2 separate regions of the Mus musculus genome follow, and region 2 is linked to region 1. The links are chromatin contacts, called in public Hi-C maps. All regions are on one chromosome and are shown on one strand. Each heading gives the region's core, a stretch centred on a gene start, on an enhancer-like site or on the middle of the called end of the contact. The rest is flanking DNA. Distances are from core to core; before and after follow the strand shown. Region 1 overlaps Ntrk2 (neurotrophic tyrosine kinase, receptor, type 2). Region 2 overlaps Ntrk2 (neurotrophic tyrosine kinase, receptor, type 2).

Region 1 (3,010 bases), core at 354-2,853:
ACACAGCCCTGCCTCACATATCTTTGCTCCACTCAGCCCTCACACAGCCCTGCTCCACACAGCCCTGCCCCACACAGCCCTGCCCCACATGGCCCTTCTGTCTTATCCTTCTTTTCATCCAGTCTTGGACTCTCTTGTCATCCAGTCACAGGGGCTGGTTATTTGAGGCTTTTGACCCTACAAGCTTTGGGAGCATTTGAAGTGTCTGGGTCCTCCCATTTCCTACATCTGCTTGCATCTCATTCAGTCTATTAAAAAACAAACAAACAAACAAACAAACAAAAAACAGCAACCAAAAGGTTGAAATAATCGAGTGTTAAGTCTGCAACATTGTAAAGCAACTTTATGCACTTCTACAAAGGTGTCTTTGTGTTTTGTTTCCATTTAAATGGGCTCCAGGCTTTCTGGCTTCCTTCTTAGTGCTGAGGGTTTCTTGATAAGGGAGGTAATTTAGGACAGGAGGTTTTTGAACCCTGCTTTCTCTCATCAGTGGTAGACGGATTCTAGGTCCAAATGCAGACGCAAAACACAGCTTTCAAAACACAGAAACTTTCAGTGAGAAAGATAAAGTCAAACAGACTTTTAGTTTAAAAGGTGAAGTTTTCACTAAAGCTTTCTTTGTCGTTAACATTTCAATATATTTTAAAGACAGACTTATCAGCCCCATCAAGGTAGGAAGAATGTATGCATCTTTCCAAGGCAATTATTCAGTTGACTGTGGGTGAGTTTTCATTGGATGTTCTAAGTAATATCAAGAGAGAAAATGGAACCATTTTCTTGAGTATTTTTGACAAGCGATACCTGTTGTTTCCCAGAAAGCTGTGGGAAAGAGATTCCCAGCTCGGATGGAGGGGAAAGGCTGTTTCATGGAGAGGGGAGCATAAAAGGAATCCATTAATGATTTAGAGGACTATTTAATTTCCCTGCCTCTGAAACAGACAAAGAGAGTTTGATCAATACTCTCAAGGTCACTCCTGGTATTTGCTAAGTCAGCCGGTCTTTTTAGGGCTTTGGAAACCTTGCCCTGCCTTAGTGCAGTGGGGTTTGTTTCAGTACAGGAGATGAGGGTTTGCCTGTGCTACAGCAGTGATGTTGAAGAAGGAGGTACAGTAGAGGGTCTGAAAGGAAGTCTACAGCAGTGTCAGAGTTTGCTTTAGAATCGGGGGAGAGATGCCAGCCTTATGGTTGCCAATCTTTTCTGATAAGGAGGTCATTACTAATAAACTGAACCCTGGCTGTAAGCTGGGTTGTGAAGAACATTAATCAATGTGTCCCATTGTCAATGACTGCTGTGTCCTCTTTAGCTCGATTCTCTTTTCCAATGTGGCATTGACCCCTTGGGACTTGTCTAAGTGCCCTGGTTGGTATTCTGCGAGTTGTCTTTGTATGTGTTGGCCAAAGTGAAGACTTTCAGTTACTGATGTCAGAGATGTGAGCTGTCACCTTTGCATTGACCCAAATGGATGTCATATTCTTTGGCACCTTTGAAAAGAGTGTTGATAATTGCACAATACAAATTCAGAGGTGGCCGAGAGATGAAAGAGGGCCTGTCCTATGACCTGCTCATCCCACTGAAGGGTGTGTTTGTTTTGATCATCTGGTTATTTGAGGACTTTGTCCAGAAGAGCCCTCTGAGCTTTGAGAGTGTTTTAACTGTCTGGGTCCTCGCATATCTTTACATTGGCCTGCATCTCAATCAGACTAAAAAGAAAAAGAAATGTTGAAATAACCAACTGTTATCTCTGCAACACTGTAAAGCGAGCCTTAGCTCCACGCAGAGTCAAAGGCTGACAGAACCCCACATTGATAACAGATGTTTGGCAACAGCTCCAGAGAGTCCTCTTGGATGTGGCCACACTAGGACAGATACTCTGAGAAGTTCCAGAGAGTGCATAGAGTTCTGGCCCATGTGCCAGGCACATACTTTCAAATGTTGTTTGCTGGTTGGTTGGTTGGCTAGTTTGTGTTAAGATAAGGGCTTGCTATGTAGCCCTGGTGTCTGGAACATGCTACATAGCCCAATCTGTCTCATAACTCAGAACCTTCCCGTCTCAAGCTACCAAATACTGGGATCTCAGGCATCACCACACCTGCCTCAGTTGTTTTCCTGAGTCTGGGAGCTACTTTATACAAACGGCATGGAATATTTGCTATTTGTTTAAAGAAAAAGTAAGTAGAGAAACTCTTTCTGACTGGATTTTGCAGTCTTGAAGGATTGCACCTCGGAGACTAGACACTCCCAACGTTGAGAGAAAGGCTTTTCTTAGCTCTGATTTGAAAGACATTGTCTAAAATTCAGCTCAAGCTTGAAAACTGTCTAGACTCATTCAACACCTGTAGCCACGGGACACAAGACAACCCAACAAGGCCTGCCTTCGTTTCCAACGGGAATAGATTTCTTCCAGACTTGCTGAGGAACAGGCAGGCTTTGAGGGGAAGTCTCTTTATCCCCAGCCTGGGAAGAAAACATATTTTTACCCCCAGTTCCCACCGTGGGATACAAAAGAGGAAATGCAATTGCTCGTTCATTTAGTATTGCTGACTTACCCTCCTGCAGCAATTCCACTGTGACACGTAGAGACTAGAGTTAATTATACCTGTTAAATGAGGCAAATCCTAATTTTCAGTAGATCATGACCCTTAAGACATAGAGGAAGAAAGACGAGTCACATTTTTTATTCTATTGACATTTGCTTAATAGGCTTTATACAAGCTTGGGTCCTTTACTACTGAGCTAGTGATAAAATGGGCTTTTCTCTGTTCATAAAATGCCAAATAAACTAAGAAGCACCAATGCCGTTAGCTTCCTGGTGTCCATTTCAGTTTAAGAAGAGGCATTTTGGTTTAAAAAGATCATGGGATTTCTCGATAGTCACTAACTTAGTAGAAGAAGGCGTGACCTTTAGTATCAAGGCCCTTTAGATCCCTGTCTTCACCTGCTTTTGTCCTTGGGCAACAAGGACACCCAGCAATGCTAGCAGCACGTACCGCTTTCTCAGTACCTATGCAT
Region 2 (3,010 bases), core at 156-2,655, 89 kb after region 1:
ACTGAAGTGTAGTAATTTCTAAAACCAATCTTGAAGGGAAGAAGGATCTACAGATGGCCAGGAAGACCCTGTGATGCCCCCACCCTGGTAAAAAGGCAGAGATGGTCAGGCAAGTTCCCTGTGTCAACTGCTTCTAAATCAAGATGATTAAAATTTGCAGCCACATTTTTAAAAAAGAAGAAGAAAGAAGAAAAGTCAAGTTCACTGGCATGGCTGGTTTTCCACGGGGGAAGCAAGCTAGTTGGTGACAGCAGACGGTCAGAATGGCCGTTGTTGTGTAGTTCCATCACAGGGTAAAAAGTTACCAACACTATCGTTCCTCCCTCTCAACAAATTCTTCACTTTCTTTGGAAATTTCCTCCACTGGGGTTTGATCAGTGAGGAAGTGCTGTAAGAGGAGGTAATAGGGCTCATGGACAGAAGTGATTGAATCACTGTGTGCCAATAAAAAGTGTTCAAATTGCATTTCACTACATAATGAATTCTGGTTCAACTTGCTTTGACATAAATAAGATTGGGTAAGGGAAACCAGAAGTAAATCAAATAAATTAATAAAAGCATCAGAGTCCTTTCAATGTTGTCCCCAGACAGTGTCTGCTTATTTGTATAATAAGACCTGCTCTTATCAATTACGCGCCTGGCATGTGCCTCTGTAGAAAGAAGAACTTCAGGGTAGAGTTTGGATATACTCACTCTTCACTACCGAAATGCCAACACTCCTTTTGAATATTGAAGAGGTGAGATTTCAAAACCAGGGCCATGGGCCCCAACTTTCAACTAAAGATAAAAACAATGACAGCAACAATAACAACAACAGCAATGAGATTTTAGATGCAGATGTGCGTGTAAGGCTAACGATTAGCTGTTCTTCTTATTTCCCTAATTATACATGTTTACCGAACATGGGATTTTTGCATTTTGTCTAGACGAAGGGTCTGTCTCCACTAGCATAATACATAGCTGTGTTTGTGAGTTTTGTGAAGTATTGAATTTGCATCTCCACAGCCACTTGTTAGAGTTCATTGTCTTATTCTGCAGCCAGGGGGAAATCTGCAGCGATTTGTTAGGCACAGTTTGTCATAGACCCCAGCACTGAGCACACTGCACACAGGGCCAGGAAGACGGATTTTAGATGCACCCTTTATTTAATATTTATTGTGGTGGTTGAGCTATTTTGCAACTGCTCTATTGTTTATTTGTGTTTCTTGGAATCTGTGCTTGTTTTCTGAATGTGATCATAAAGCCACCAAGCTAAATATAGAACATGTTAAGTTATAAGCCGGCCATATCCGAGAACAAAGGGCTGGATGGAAAAGTCTATCTCTTTAGTCTCGAATTAGCCTAGGGCTATAGGAAGAAACCATGGGCAGCTTGACCTGGAGTAGTTCTGCTAGGAAACAAGTATTTTATGACTCTCTGGGGCAGAGATGGTCACTGTTCAGGCGATTTCACCCTGCAGAGGTTTGTCGTATTTAGTTACTTGCTATTTCGCAATTCCAAAGAGCAGAAATTACTTTTTTTTTCCTTTTCTGATAATCCCTTAAAAATTGAGTTCGAATGACTCCCCTTGGAAAGACCTGGGAAAATCCGCATGTTTCTAGATCTGGAGACATGGCCTCTAGCTGTTAGAACATAGTTTGGCAGGATCACTGTGATTTCAGAAGCCCTGAATCTTTGCGTGAAAGATGATTTATCTGTGAACTACATCTGGTGTTCTTCATCTCGAAGTAAATAGAGAATGTGTGAAATGAACTTGAAGCAGGATAGAAGAGATCCCCCCCCCCTTTTTTTAACATCACGTGAGGCATGCAAGAAAGCGCCAAAGTGAAACTGTAAGCAGATTGGCCCAGGAAACATTGGCAAAGGGGCCATCAGGAGGAAAGCTTTCCTGTGAGATTTATTGACATCACTATTCAAGCTAATTTCGCAACCTTGGTCTTAAATAACCTTGTCCCTCCCTGTCAACTTCCTCTGGTGCACCAAAGAGCAGAAAGAACTTGGAAGAACTCAACCCGTGCCTTAAATGTAAGAGTTCTTTAGGTGGGCTGCCTGTTCCCATAGATACAGGTGACCATGGCAAGGAATTTCCTGTGAACTTAGGGAAACCACTGATCCCGCACCAAGGAACTGCCTCAGAGAGAAGCAATGGCTGCAGCCGTTCTAGTCAGGAGCCGCATTCCTCTGCTTTCCTTTGAGAGCAAAGTTAAGTTTTCAGCAGAGTTAGACCCTGAACTCAGGCGAATTTGCTTTCATATCCCAGGAAACGAGTGACCCTCCCTCTTAGTGCCCAAGGTTTGGTGTTTTAGAGAATGCAATTGTTACCCAGCCACGGCTTGGCCTGAGCCTTAAATCCACTCATTAACCATCATAATCTGAAAGCCTGTGCCAGGCTTAATGCTACCATTCTGACCTGGTGCCTCACACTCCTTTGGGCAGCCTCTACCCCGACAGGGAGTTCACTTTCTCTTCTTCTGTTTCTTTATTTTTGCTCTGCCAATGCCAATGGCACACAAGGGCTGTCTTTAGGGCATGAATGCCAAATGCTTTCTCTAGATATCTTGAATGATAAGATCTTTTTCCATCCGTTCACCCCCACCATCTCATGATACCTGGCTCTAAATGCTTTTCTCCTTGGCCCAACCCCTTCTCGCTAGCTTAACAGAGCTCTTCTTTCCAGATTTTGCTGAGTTTGTGCTTCCTGGGCCACTGGGTACTTTTCACTGACTAAGATAAAAAGGAGCCAGAAGGAGCCAGGAAGCAGATGTATCTGGGGTAGCGTGTGTCTTCAAGAGATGGAATTCTCATCTCCTCATGAAAGGAGCGGTGAATGGGTATAATTAGGCTGATGAATCAGTGGAACCTGGTTACAGAATTTTTTTTCCCCCTGACTGGCTTTAATGAGAAGCAATAGCTATCGGTTTCCACCGAAACACACAGAAGGTAAAACAAGAGTGGGGTTGGAACAAAAGGTAAGATTCAGCGTGGGCTCGAACTCTGTCTCCAAGAATAA

What was found. A called contact is a pair of places that touch in the nucleus more often than the background predicts.
Region 2: a contact with region 1 is called in a Hi-C map of liver, with 5 times the contacts expected there. The contact joins two enhancer-like sites. A contact is called at or near these places in 1 of 39 promoter capture datasets (liver), 9 of 484 Hi-C or Micro-C datasets (liver and uterus) and 5 of 115 datasets of contacts at active chromatin or transcription factors (embryonic stem cells and liver).

What each region holds. Positions count from the first base shown.
Region 1 is chr13:58,912,803-58,915,812 of GRCm38.p6, forward strand. All of the region lies in intron 12 of Ntrk2 (neurotrophic tyrosine kinase, receptor, type 2), which reads left to right. Among named protein-coding and RNA genes, the nearest start is that of Ntrk2, 110 kb to the left of the region's middle. Within about 2 kb of position 1,604, at least 11 of the 459 cell types and tissues checked have an H3K27ac peak or open chromatin away from gene starts, as enhancers often do. A contact at or near this core is called in liver and uterus, where this site is marked.
Region 2 is chr13:59,002,011-59,005,020 of GRCm38.p6, forward strand. The region is part of intron 13 of Ntrk2 (neurotrophic tyrosine kinase, receptor, type 2); the gene reads left to right. Among named protein-coding and RNA genes, the nearest start is that of Gm53063, 70 kb to the right of the region's middle. Within about 2 kb of position 1,406, at least 35 of the 459 cell types and tissues checked have an H3K27ac peak or open chromatin away from gene starts, as enhancers often do. A contact at or near this core is called in liver and uterus, where this site is marked.